3 separate regions of the Mus musculus genome follow, and regions 1 and 2 are each linked to region 3. Evidence: chromatin contacts called from public Hi-C and HiCAR-type data. All regions are on one chromosome and are shown on one strand. Each heading gives the region's core, a stretch centred on a gene start, on an enhancer-like site or on the middle of the called end of the contact. The rest is flanking DNA. Distances are from core to core; before and after follow the strand shown.

Region 1 (4,351 bases), core at 1,298-3,797, 850 kb after region 3:
ATGCCTTCTGCTCCTCACAGAGGCCAGTTAGAATCTCAGCTTGGAAACACCCGTGCAATTTCTGTGAAATTATGGCACGGTAATCTCTTCATCTGAGAGTCATGGGTAAGCATGAAGCCTTTCCTGTCACATTACCATCACCTGGCGTCTCTTCCCTTGCATTTTAATGCACCCGGCCGGCTTCTGTCACGGGGCCTGTGTTCTGTTTATTACCCCTGGTGGGATGTTCTGCAGCTGGTCAATGCCACACTTCCCTCAGAATGTCACCAAGATACCGTGTCTGGCAACCCTGGTTATTCCCTGTTGCTCCCAACAGAGTCTACTTCCATGTCTGGTTTTAGTTTTCTTCACAGTGTTTATTTCCTGAAACAGCATTTTTACTTATTAATGTTTCTGCTATCTTCTCCAACTCTATTCTTGTTCTGTCTTAAGTGGTGGGCCAGGTCATGGTTGCTCCCCAAACATTTCCAGAATAGATATGTATGCTTGAAATGTGCTACAAATCCCCTTCTCTCTGTGGAGATCCCAGGCTCCGTTGAGAAGCAGGAAGCACCAGCTGCGGTGTCCACTTATATCTGTGGAGGGCAGCTGAGCACCCGGGGGCATGCACGCACGTGAGAAGAAATAGTCCAGGGAAAACAAGAAAAATCCACAAGACCACATATGAAGAAAACCTGAGGGGAAGAGAGCTAGAGAGACCCAGAGCAGGAGAGAAGCAAAGATGAGAGCAGAGACCCAAGGAGGGGGAGAGAGACATGCCCAGCCCTGAGTACAGAAATGGACAGCAGAGGCCAGGCCCAGAGCCTCAGGCCACTCTTCTTCAGCATGCCTGGCGCCCGCCCACAGGGAGTCCCTATTACATCATCTCCTCGCCCTTTGGAAGCTGAGTGCCACCTTATTTACTTGGATCTCCTGGTCAGCCCTGAGCCCTTTGTGAGCGGCGACGTCCCTGAGTGCTCCCCTAGAGACCCTGGCGTCCCCTGTAGCACCAGGTCAGGGACAGCCAATTACCACAGAAAAAGGTCTTGGTGGCTCCTGCTAATTGCTGTGGCCTCAGCAGGTCTTAATTCTCTCTTCCCTCCTCCCCAGCCCCAGTTCCCAGGGGCCCTATACTTCTCTGAGCACACAGATGCAAACTCTGGAAAGATTAAACTTCCACTGCCTCTCTGCCCAGGGCCTGCAAGTCATCACAAAACATCTAGAGAAGTGAAGACCCCACCCCTACCCCCGAGTGCCCAGTCCTCCAGGATCTTCCGTGTATGCCCACCCCCCCCCAAAACCTCCGCAGGTTGTCTTCCCTGAAAGGCTCCTGCTCCTCTCTGACACTGGGCCCCAGTCTCCCAGGAGCTCCTAGCTGGCTGAGGACATCACAAATCACAGTTGCATGGACCAGAACTGGAGCCAGAGCCACTCTATTTGTCAAACTGCTGTGACTGCCACAGCCCGAAGCTACTGAAGGGACACGGCTCTGAACTGGGCCTGTGGTTTTGATCTGTGGCCCCCTGTCTCTTTCACAGAACCCTAAAGCTGGCTGTATTTTATAGATCAGAACAGTGCATTATAACTACACTGTGCCATGCTACCCGTGGGGTCAAGGTAACACCTAGGGACAGAATGTGCTTCTACGGGCACAGCAGTGATCATGTCTGTTCTCACGGTGAGGGGAATGTGAGCTCCAGCTAGAGACTTCAAGGAGTTTTAACAATTCAGGTCAGGTTTTACCCACAGAGAAATGTTAAGACGCTTTGAAACCCATTTGACTCTGAGATCACAGGCCAGTCACCAGCCATGCGGCATGAGAACGGCTCTCTTTGCTCCGACGGTAGAGATGGTAACCCAGGGGTGAATGGAACTTCTGCTTGTAAGCCAGCTCTTCAGAAGTGGAAGGGGTGTGCAAAGCTGAGATAGTTCTTGTTCCCAGCAGTGCACGGCGGACCCCTCTGCTGGGCTGGCTGACTTACTTCACGCGTCGGCTTCGTGGGTGGGTCACACGGCCTCGGTCTGCACCTGTCACTCTGACCTCCTTTCATGGAAGGCATCTGGGATGGAATCAAAGCATTACCTCAGGGGCTGAGGTACAGACAGTGTCTGGTAATGTAGCCTGAGGCTGTAATGACCTGAAAGAGCCAATAGAAGTGTCCATTGTGTTAGAGCTATATTAAGTAAGTAGGGCTATATACTCTAGACACTCAATAACTGCTCACTTAAATCGCTGAAGCCTGGCCCCAGCCAGGTCCATCCACCATCATTCTGTGCACATTAAGGATGTGGAGGATGGAGTGCCCTGGAGACAACAGGTTTGGGCTTTCCCCAGGACATAAACTCAGAACACCTCTCCAAGATTCTGGAAGACATTTTCGCCTGCTCCAGGCAGTTCCCAGGGCAGACAGAGTGTCTTCACACTGCGACCTCTGACCTTGGAACAGGTGTCCAACTCTACCCTTGCGGCAAGACAGTTGACTTGTCAAGGCTTAAGAAGACTGTCACCCCTCTCCTCTGGCAGGGTTTCGGCTTCCTTCGCTCTTCACCGTGTGAAGATCAGAGGTGTGGCTCCCACCCCCCCACCCATGTGACAGAGGCAAGAGCAGAAAACAGGCTGGTTGTCACCAAGGAAGGCCAGAGGCTGCGATTATGTGTGGAGGTTCAATGTTTGCCCGTTCAGGGCAGGCAGGCAGGAAGATAGTTGTGAGGCTTTGGGGAGCCAACCGCCTGTGACTGACTCTAGCAGCTAGAATTAAAAATAAAAGGAAACAAAACAAACAAAAAATAAAAACAAAAACAAAATAAAACAAAAAACCTAACAACAACCAACCAGGCTTCCAGTGCAGCGTGGACTCTGGTAATCGGCAAGACAGGCTAGTTTGAATTGCCTCAGTTACCCAGTCTATGAAATAGGCTGCTGATGCACCCTTCACATGCCTGCTGGGTCATAGGATCTGGAGTGTGGGCAAGACTCTAACACAAAGCCCCAGAGCTAATGAGTTTCCAGTTCTCAAGATCGCGACTTGGCAGACACGGTCCCATTTGAGCCCTTGCTGGCTTGCAGTGTCTGTCCCCTTACCTCTGCTGATTAGCAGGCTCACTCAGACATTAGGTATGCTTACACGAGTTGCTCAGGACCACAGAGATCTCCAGTGGTCAGACTCTGGTAGAAATTCAGTTTTCTCAGACTATGAGCAAAATCACCTTAAAGAAGGCTGGGGAGCTAGCTGAAAGTTGGCAACGTGCTTGCTTTGCAATCATGAGGACCTGTGTTCAATTCCCAGAAACATAATAATAATAATAATAATAATAATAATAATAATAATAATAATAATAATAATAAATAATGTTGACAAGAACTTTGGTGTGGGGTGTGGATTTGTAATGCCAACAGGTAGATATTTTGGGCTCTCTGGTCAGACAGCCTAGCCTGCTTGATGAGTTCCAGGTCAATGAGAGATCCCATTTCAAAAGAAAGGTGGTACCTGAGAAATGTCCTCTGGCCGGCCTGCAAGTCTCCTTGTATAAGTGTATGTGTATGTCCATGAGCACATGTGTATGTGCATAAATGCATGCACATATATGTTTACACACACACACACACATGGGGAGAGAGGGGGAGAGGGAAGGGGGGAGAGGGGAGGGAGAGAGAGAGAGAGAGAGAGAGAGAGAGAGAGAGAGAGAGAGAGACTCTGTATAGTTAACAACAAAGACGATAGCTGATCATTAGTTTAACATAAGGAAACAATGTTTCTTATCAGGGTCCTGCTTTGAAGAGATAGTTACTATAAGAATATAATAACTGTTCCTGCTGGGGAGAGGCTCTCAGTTCTCTGCCCTGGTCAAGAAGTAAGTGTTGGGTTACTTTTCCCTCAGGAAGCAGCCTTTCATGCAGATTTCATGGCCCAAAGAACAAGGATGAATTGGCCCCCGAAACACATCAAGTTCTCTCCCTGGCTCTAGGCCTGAAGGGAGAAGGATGAAACTTTGAAGCACAGTGAACGGGAGCTGTGTCTTTAAAAGTGAGCCTGTCCTTGCCTTCTCTGGGCAGAGCACAGCAGCTGGGCTGCCCCCCAGGCCCAGGCCTCCTGTTTTGCACAGCCTCTGAAGCCAGCTTGGCTGCTGCCCTGGGAGTCTCCCGGCCACAGGTGAGGTTCCATGGCCCTAGCAATGCCCAGGGGGCCAATCAGGCTGGGCCTGCATGAGGTAAGAATGAGAGTCGCCCCGTGTGCTCTGGGCTCTTTCAGAAATCTCAGCAGATCAATGTCACTGTGGCTTTTAATTACCCCTCCTAGACTTCATCATTATTTCATGGCCTCTAATACACCCAGCAGGCTGCCCTTGGCATACAGATAAACAGCCACCCAGC
Region 2 (4,658 bases), core at 1,213-3,712, 820 kb after region 3:
TATGTCTGTGTCTGTGTTTTTGTGTTGATGTGCATGCATGTGTATACGTGTGTGTTTGTATGCAAATATAGGCATGCAGGTGCTTGTGTATACATGTGACGTATGCACACATATGTCCTTAATTGTATGTCTTCCTGGTTGCTGGTCTATGCCAGACTATGATCAATGCTTTTATAACAGTCTCAAACTAAAAGTCCCTACCCTTTAGTGGGGGATGGAAGGACCCTTCAATAGGGGTTGCATATCAGAAGACCTGCATGCCATCCATGTACATTAACGTTCATAACTAGCAAGATTAGTAACAATGACATAATTTGATGGTTGGAGTGGCATCAGGAAATGAGAAAATCTATTTAAGGGTTATGAAAAGGTTATTAGGAAGATTGAGAAAGGCCATTCTAGAAGGAAGATCAAAGGATTGAAAGCAGGAGAAGATCGTATTGAAACGTCTTCTTGAAGCTTCCAAGTACTTTGAGAAGGGATCTGAGCGACTCTGCAATCTGACTACAGCCTGAGACACACTCTATGGCACATCAGCTAGGAAGACCAAGAGGCAGATAACTCTCTGCCTCACGCCTGCTTGAGAGCTTAAGGGCCCAGAAAGACTGTCCCCTACTGGACTCAGGGCTGCCGGTGTCACTGCCCACATAACAAAAGTACTCTTGGCTCATGGGGTCTGTGATGAAGAACACTCTCACACAGCTCACCAAAGGCTCCATGACAGGTGAACCCTGGACAGCCAGCTTCTACATCTGGGCAACTCTGGAAAACAACGTACCCAGGGGGTTGGTGTGACTTCCACAAAGGAATAGTTTCTGCAAACCAGGTCGTGCCCATCAAATGCCCCAGAAGACTGGGAATGCGCTCGTTTATCATACGTGAGTGTGCACTTGACAATGGCCATTTGTGCCTTCCCTGTGTTATGTAATTATCACCACAGCCAACTGAACAGCTCTCACCCTCAGGCCCCTGCGCTTCTCAGGTGGCCACTGACAGAGTTCGGCCCCCAGACAGTTTAACCACACTGGGGCCACCTGGTACTTGAAGTACCTCAAGGGCCTTCATAAAACTGCTGGGTGACCACAAAAGCAACCACCAGTTCCTCTGGCGCCAGGCCCAGCAGTAAGCGCCCTCCCTGAGGTGGGGTGGGGAGGCTGAGGAGGGGAGAGGAAGATGATATAGCACTTTGCAGCTTTGTCCCTACCAGTCGGGGGATAAGGGCCTCCAGGCAAGTTGTCACTTCTTTATAGAAACCTGCTCGGGTCAACCCGTGGAAAGTCCCACCAGGAGAAGAGTGCTGGAGTTCTGTTCACGCTCTATGAATTCACTAAAAGTAATTTGTGCCTGTCAGGCACTCAGAAATCACATATAGGATGTTAGAAGGCCAGTGACTCGCAAGGAAAGAGAATGTCCTCACAGACAAAAGTCCCCATCTCTGACCCTTCCTGGGCAGCCTGAAAGGGACAAAGTCCATCCTAAAAGCTAGGCTTGTGTGAGGTCTTTTTAGAAGGGTCTTGACCTTTGCAGGGCTTGGACATTTAGGACCAACCATGAGCCTATGTTGACAATTTTTGTCTCTTATCTAAGTCTTAGGTCACCCCAGATCTGACTGTCCACCTCAGTGCTCTCTACCACCCATCCATCTGTTTATTGGAAACCCATAAAGCTCTGATAAGTAGCCTAATCACAACCTGACCCCAGGTTTGAGCCCCAAAACCATCAGACTATGAGGTTAGGGTGGCTGCCCTTCCTTCCCACCTATCTTGCTTCAATGTACACACAAAGCTTGGAATATACATTCAAGCTAACCCTCAGGTATACAGCAGCAGTTGCCCAAAAGGCCACACTGAAAAGCCCGAACTGGAAGAAGGGGGGACTCTGAAAAATCACTGACCCTCGATAACAGTAAGAAAGGCATAACTCCTTGTGTGTGTGTGTCTCAAGGCGAGAAAGGAGACTCTGGTGCCATATGGTCTCAAAAGGACACTCGACCATCAAACAATCAAGAGCTAGGAAGTAAAAAATGGAAAGCCATAGAGCAGATGATAGCTGCGGGGCTCCACACACCTCACACAGAGTGCTCTGCCTTCCTCAGATAATGTGGTACCCATGCTTCCTCATAGGAGAACAGCATCGGGCAGACGAAACTGACTGTTTGCATCTATGAAGAACTAAGAGTTAAAGACAAAGTTTCCATGTGATAGCACCCTTGAAGAAAGAAGAGAGAGAACCAGAGCTCGGGGCTTCCCATGCCCAGGTCATTGGTACCATGACTCTGACTACAGCTCCTGGACACAGAGAAAGAGGTAGGAGAGAGGTATGAGAAGGACCCAGGGCTTTACAGTCAAGGCAGGGCTTGAGACATTCTCGGAAGGATGGGGACAGGCGAGCTACTGTACACAGCAAACGAGATGAAAGGCAAGAAGATTCCAGGAATGAACACACAGAGCTTCTGAAATGCCCCGGCGTGAGGGCCCACAGTGGGGCTCAGAGGAGCGGGGGATGAAATGGTCCCTGAATGAAGCCCTTCCTCTGTGATCCAGAAACCTCTGCTGGCCTTCACCCTGCCGGTTTCACGGGAGGTGTTTTCCCATTACATCACAACTTACAAGTCAGATTCAGCCTAACGCCTTGGTTATTTATCTGAAGGGAGGACATTTCAGAGAACCTCGTATTGCTTAATCAATCAGACTGAGTGAAGGACAGACAGACAGCACATTTCTACCATGCCGTGTTTCTGATACACACCACTTTAACAGCGTTGTCTGTGGTTTCAGTTTGGCTCACCTTACCTCCCTCCTGGTGATGGAGGAGATGAGGGCTGGATGGGGAAATGTAAAAAGAAATAGTCCAACTGCAAGTGCGTTTACTGAGCACTTCCTGTGTGCTCAAAAAAATGCACTCAACACATAACCCAAAGAAACAAGGCTTTGGGCCCAGAGCCTAGCTTCTGGCATTCCAACCACATGGGTATCTGTTCTTCTCCAGCTGAGGGGATGTCTCTGGCAAGTCACTGGGACACTCTGAGCCTCAGTTTCTCTCATCTTTGAGAGGAGGGATGATCACACACACCCTGCCCTCTCTTCACAGCCTGCAAATGGGAGGTAAACACAGGAAATAAGCTTTGGGGGTGGGGTCTCCTTAGGTGGCGAGAGGGAGCTGGGCACCCTGCCCTTCTGCAGATCCAAATTCCTTCTCTTCCTATGCACCTGATGGATTAAAAACATCTGACTAGTTGTTAATAACATTACAATTATTGCTACCATTTGAGACAGCATCTCATGTGTTTCAGGCTGGTTTTGAACTCCCTGTGTGGCTAAGCTTCTGCTCACCAAGTGCTGGTTTACAATTTTGCGCCTCTATATCTGCTTTATGCCTAAGGTACTGGTGGCTGGACCAGAAGGTTTACACATAGTAGGTACATTATACATAGTGGGTGCATAGTCTACCAACAGAGCTACCTCTCTAGCCCTGAACTCCTTTTTATCTGAGTGAGGAAGCCACCAGCCACTCCTCAAAACAGAGCGAGCTTTATCCCATGTGAACGAATCCACGACTCTGTAAGAGAAACCTCAAGGCCACATGGCCTTTGGCATTCAGAAGGCTTCCCGTTTAGAATGTAAGCAGTTGCATGCATTAGTATTATTTAACACCCCCAGTGGGACCTGGGGCCATGCCTTGCAATCAGGCACAGTGATATTTCTACAGAAAATGTATGAACATGTGCATGAAGTGAAATAAACACGGGCTATAAATAGCCCGGTGTCAGTCTGGGTCAATTTTTGCTGCCTAGTAAGTTCAGGTCAGGCTAGTTGTGACAGCCAAATAAGTTATCGACTGTGGACTTTCTAAAAGCCTGGGCCTTCAGGATTGCAGCGAGGTGATAGAGGACATCCATGACAGATGAGAGTCTATTGCCCTCCAGTCTCGGGGTTAAGGGCACCCAGGTGATGCGTCACCAAGGCCACAAGCTGCAGATACTCCTCCTCCTTGCATTAGACGGGAAACTGAGCCCTGGACAGGAATCTGTAGGTATTGACGAGCAGGTCAATGCCTTCTGTGTAACTTCAAGGCTCAGGTTCTGATCCTCGGTATCCGACTGATGCCTGTGGCTATCTACTGGGAACTGGAAGAGTTAGTCTGAGAAGTAGAGTGTGAGTCATTGGGTCAAAGGAAACAGCTCACTCTGGATCCTAACACCCACTTCCTTCTAACCAGGAGGAGGGGACAGTCTCAACATATGGGATGTCAGAAAACAATAATACATAGTCACACCGACATCTCTTTAGCTGGGTGTCAGGGGATTGGGAGTGGGCTTGATCCACCTGGTACTCTTGTCAGAGCTTTGCTTCTGCTGGACTTGTCCCTGGACTGACTCCATCAGCATCCCTGACTCCATAGTCAGACGTAGGACTTGTCTCCAGACTGGCTCCATCAGCATCCCTGACTCCATAGTCAGATTTATCTTCTCATGGGGTCAACTGAACATGTTACTCTTTTGCAGAAAACCCACTAGGGCTTTTGCTGAGGACCTGGACACACAGACCACTGCTGCCAGGCAGGGTCAGTGTGCTGCATAGCCCTTCAGGTCAACTAAACCTAGAGATGTCGCTGTGCAGGCTCATGTTCAAAGCTCAGTTTCACCACAACCTCGGTCT
Region 3 (4,230 bases), core at 16-2,515:
GAAGTGATGCTGTGTGGACCAGCTTTGATTGCTAGATGCTGCCGCCCGAGAGGATGGTCTCTCTTTCAACGCTGGCACGGGGCAGAACTCGGGTTTTGGTGTGCCCTCACAGGGTGCAACCCTTTCTCTGTATCTCTTAACCTTTCCCTGGAATGCCTGTCAGGGAGTTAAAACGGTGTGGCTCTTTGTCAGTTACAGGGATGCCAGATGAGGGAGGAGCTTGGGGGAAGGCGGCCTGGCTCAGGATCCAAAAGAAGTGCTGCTTTCTCTTAGGGTGCCCCTGAGCCTTTCACACTGGCTGCAGGAGAGATGCCCAGCTGTGCGCGTGGGGCTTGTGAGTGGTGTCCCCGGTGGTCATTTCAGGAAGAGGTAGTAACAGTCCTTTCAGGCTCAGTCATGAGCAGTTGCCTGTGGCCCTTCAGGCTGTGGCCTGACATATTCTTCCTTGTCATGGACACACATAGAGGCCTTCCCTGAGTCCAGTCACAAGCAGTGGATGATGGGAAAATGAGACAAACTCTCCCATCTGCATCCAACATTCGGTCACCACCTGTAAGGTCACCAACCCTTGAGCGCCTTGAGTCCAGGGAAAGGGTATTGTGGGTTTGAACAAGAGGGGGCGTCCTGCTCAGATGGAGGACGTGGAAGTGAGAGCTGGGAGCCGGGGAGCCCTCAAACTTTTCCCCAGAGTTTCTAGGTTGGGCAGTTGCTGTGAGCCTGGCTAGCCTTCCCCTGACTTGCTTTCTGGCTCTGCCTTGGAGGCCTGGCCTGGCTTCTGGGTTTTCATTGTTGTTAGAGCACTGGGTCCTCTCTCCTGCTTCGTTTTGTCTCTGCTTTCTTATTTCTTACAAATGGAAGAACAAAAAGAACGCACTTGTTGAGCTTCTGCGCCCCAGACCTGGGTCGCTTTGACAGTGAGTGACAGAGAGGCTCTCTTAGGATCATTTCTAGTCCTCCGGCCTCAGCTACTCCCCCACCCCCACCCCCCACCCCCCACCCCCAAGCAGAGTGGGAGAGAGGTTAGTGATGGCAGGCCCAGACCTTGTCTGGGGAGTTACACAGGGCCTGTTTCCATTAAGGTGGCACCCCACCCCTTTGAAATAGGAAATTGCCAACATGGATGTCATTGGCTGCTAATTAGGTGAATTTTAACTGCAGGATCATTTTACCAGCTAATACCGTTATGATGTGCTTCCTCGTGACCTGTGGTGGAGCCCTTACTGTACGAGCTCAGCCTCAGCAGCAGACATCTAGGAGTTGGTTGCTCAGCTTCCTCTGAGTGGCTGCTGGCTTTCTCTGTTCCTACTTCGTGTGTTCACACCAGGGCCAGTGAGAGCAGACCCTGAGATGCCCAGGCCGTGGGCACCAGTGCCCCTCATCCCTATGTGGCACGGTCCCCCAATTCTTGGGCCTCTGGAACAGACCAGAAGCTTCGTATTATGATTTGTGCCTATCTACATGGTACCACCACGGGGCATCATGCTTTTCAAGTCTAATCTGCCCTCACCTCCATCTTCTCTCTCTACCAAACCGGAAAAAGAATCTTAATTTCCTGTCGGGCTGGGAGGAGGCGGGTTAGAGTCAGGATAATGACTCTTAAATATGAGCAATGCGTCTGGTTCCATGTTATTTTTCCTCTACCCTCTTAATACACAGCATTTTTTTATCATCCTTAAGACAAAGTAGCTGGCAAAATATTTAAGTGATCAGAAACAAATGTTTTTATTTGCCTGCGTGCGAATTGGGTTATCTGCCTATCTTGTTTACGAAATCCGGGGCTGCCTTCCCGCACAGTATGCTCGCCTCTCGAATCTTCCCCGGCTCCCATTTCCATATTTCTGCGTGCTTGTTCTTTGTTAATCACTTGGCAAGCGCTTATTTGAATATTAAAAATTTCTTTAATCATCAAACGCAGGAGCACAGTCTCATGAATATTCATATTCTCCCCCCCTCCTCAGACTGGATTCTAGTTCATTACCCCGCAGTAAAAGCCAAACAGCCATCAATCGCTCTCATTACTGGCTCTGGCGTTTTGATTGGCTGCCTGCTGCCCATAGACCTTTTTTTTTTTTTTTTTTTTTTTTTAAATTTCCCTTCTCCTATGAGCTGTCTTATACCTGCCAACAACTTTAAAAAAAAAATCAACAATGCAAGAATAAATTTCTCTGGTTGAAAACAACTTAGCAAACTTGTCAAACAGCCCTTGTAGCTTGCTGGGCCCTCTCGGGACACCAGAACCACAAACCTCCCTCCTCAGTCCACCCTAGTCCCACCAAAAAACAAAACAAAACAACCCAAAAAAACAAGGAGAAAGGGGGTAGGGAAGAAATAGAATTAAATAAATAAATAAAAAAGAGAAACTTGAGCTCAGAGAGATGAATATTTGTCAAGAGAGTTGACGTAAGTTTCATTTGCATAATGACTTTGTACTTCTGCATTAATAAAATTTGCATATGAAGCCATGTTAATTACTCCTGATCATGCTTTTTGCATTCATGCATAGTAATTTTCTCCGACTTGTGAGAATTAATGTCTTGGCACGAGGGGGGGAAGGGGCGCGGGGACTGTCAGGTTCCCTCGCCAGAGTCCCTCGCTCACACGCGCTGGCGTGGATGTCTGTCTCCTTCTTTGATCTCTGACTCATTTCTGCACTATCAGTAGGAGTTCTCGCCTTAAAAAAAAATGTATCCGTTGAAAGGCACCAGTAGGGAGAAAAATAGACTTCTGTACGGTATGTGCCAGGCCACCTCTTGGGGTAGGAACATGGGATCTGTCACCTCCCAGTTGCAGAGTGGCGGCCCTGGGAAGGCTGCACCGGGAAGGCTTGGTTCCCTCAATCGGGGCTGGGCGGTTCCAGGCATTTTTTGTGTCTACAGGCTCCTGGTGGTGGGCGTGTTGCTGCTTAGTGCGCATGTGCAGGGCATGGAGCCCAGCATCTGCAGGGACTGCTTGCAAGGGAGGTGGGCTTCAAGCTCCCTTCAAGTGCCTCACCCCCAGGAGGGCACCAACAGTGATCTTGTCCTCTGTTTGGACTTTAGCCATCATACCAGAGGCCGGTTTGGGAGACCTTTTGAATATTCCTTCGTAGGTGGCTTAAATACCAAGAAGTCAGTCTGACCTTGACTTTGGAGCACCGTTTTCACGTTTTTTGAGAGGGGCAATATATCCCCACCCCATAGGAATGTTTTATGCTTGCATGGCATAATACAAGTATCAATTTTTTATTTCTTTTTCCCTAATTAAAATGTACTTTTATGATAAAACTGAGGCAGCCAGGGTTTCATTAAGCTGTCCGGATCCTACAAGAAGCTGAGTTAGAGCCTACATCCCTCCCCCACATACCTTGATACGTATGGGTCTGTTTGGACTGGCTTAGACTGCAAAAGAAAGGTGTCTTTTAAAAGAAGATGTGAAATTGTAGTGTGCGTGTTCTTGCTGCGTCTGTGTGTGCAGTGAACCGTGGCACACAATGAAGGTCAGGACAGTTGTGTGGGTTAGTTCTTCCTTCCCACCTTTACTCGGGTCCTGGGGGAAAACCCTCAGCTGCTGAGCCATCTCACAGGCCCTGGACTTCTGGAACTTCTGGGAACAGGACCCAAGTCCCCATGCACACTAGAAAAGTGCTCCAGCGCTGACTTCCCCACAGAGAGCTTTTTAAAAAAGCATCCTGCGAGGCTTATAGGGTGTCTTCCTTGCTGGAGCAGGCTTCCAGCTGTGAGGAGGACTGGGGAGGGGTAGGGCAGAAAGTTCCAGGTCTGGAAATAAATGTAAGGATGGTAGTGGCCACGTTTACTAGGTGGCTGGCTCTGGCTGCAGAGTGCCCTGACAGTCCCTTTAAAAACACAGTGACTAGCCAGGTGTGGTGGCGCACGCCTTTAATCCCAGCACTTGGGAGGCAGAGGCAGGCAGATTTCTGAGTTTGAGGCCAGCCTGGTCTACAAAGTGAGTTCCAGGACAGCCAGGGCTATACAGAGAAACCCTGTCTCGAATAACCAAAAAAAAAAAAAAAAAAAAACCAAAAAAACAAACCAAACACACACACACACACACACACACACACACACTCACACACACACACACACACACACACACACACACACACACACACAGTGACTGAGACAGAGAGAGTGACCACTTGAGGTCACAGGCTAAGAAATGGCCTAGGAAGAATTTGAACCCATTTTTTTCTGTCTCTGTCCGTCTTTCTGTCTTTGTCTCTGTTTCAGTCTC

Evidence for each region. A called contact is a pair of places that touch in the nucleus more often than the background predicts. HiCAR-type assays count read pairs that join an accessible place to other places.
Region 1: a contact with region 3 is called in a Hi-C map of regulatory T cells, with 2.4 times the contacts expected there. The contact joins two enhancer-like sites. A contact is called at or near these places in 1 of 15 datasets of contacts at CTCF or cohesin (CD8 T cells), 4 of 484 Hi-C or Micro-C datasets (CD4 T cells, CD8 T cells and regulatory T cells), 11 of 115 datasets of contacts at active chromatin or transcription factors (CD8 T cells, cardiomyocytes, craniofacial prominence and 8 more) and 1 of 9 other capture datasets (embryonic stem cells).
Region 2: a HiCAR-type map of Th17 cells shows a contact between it and region 3, with 6 times the contacts expected there. The contact joins two enhancer-like sites. A contact is called at or near these places in 2 of 484 Hi-C or Micro-C datasets (CD8 T cells and regulatory T cells), 11 of 115 datasets of contacts at active chromatin or transcription factors (CD8 T cells, DN3 thymocytes, Th17 cells and 8 more) and 1 of 9 other capture datasets (embryonic stem cells).

What each region holds. Positions count from the first base shown.
Region 1 is chr12:107,121,982-107,126,332 of GRCm38.p6, reverse strand. No RefSeq gene overlaps it. Among named protein-coding and RNA genes, the nearest start is that of Gm52008, 13 kb to the right of the region's middle. Within about 2 kb of position 2,547, at least 34 of the 459 cell types and tissues checked have an H3K27ac peak or open chromatin away from gene starts, as enhancers often do. A contact at or near this core is called in CD8 T cells, effector CD8 T cells and regulatory T cells, where this site is marked.
Region 2 is chr12:107,145,070-107,149,727 of GRCm38.p6, reverse strand. No RefSeq gene overlaps it. Among named protein-coding and RNA genes, the nearest start is that of Gm52008, 36 kb to the right of the region's middle. Within about 2 kb of position 2,462, at least 40 of the 459 cell types and tissues checked have an H3K27ac peak or open chromatin away from gene starts, as enhancers often do. A contact at or near this core is called in CD8 T cells, Th17 cells and regulatory T cells, where this site is marked.
Region 3 is chr12:107,968,571-107,972,800 of GRCm38.p6, reverse strand. All of the region lies in intron 2 of Bcl11b (B cell leukemia/lymphoma 11B), which reads left to right. Among named protein-coding and RNA genes, the nearest start is that of Bcl11b, 33 kb to the left of the region's middle. Within about 2 kb of position 1,265, at least 36 of the 459 cell types and tissues checked have an H3K27ac peak or open chromatin away from gene starts, as enhancers often do. A contact at or near this core is called in CD8 T cells, Th17 cells, effector CD8 T cells and 1 more, where this site is marked.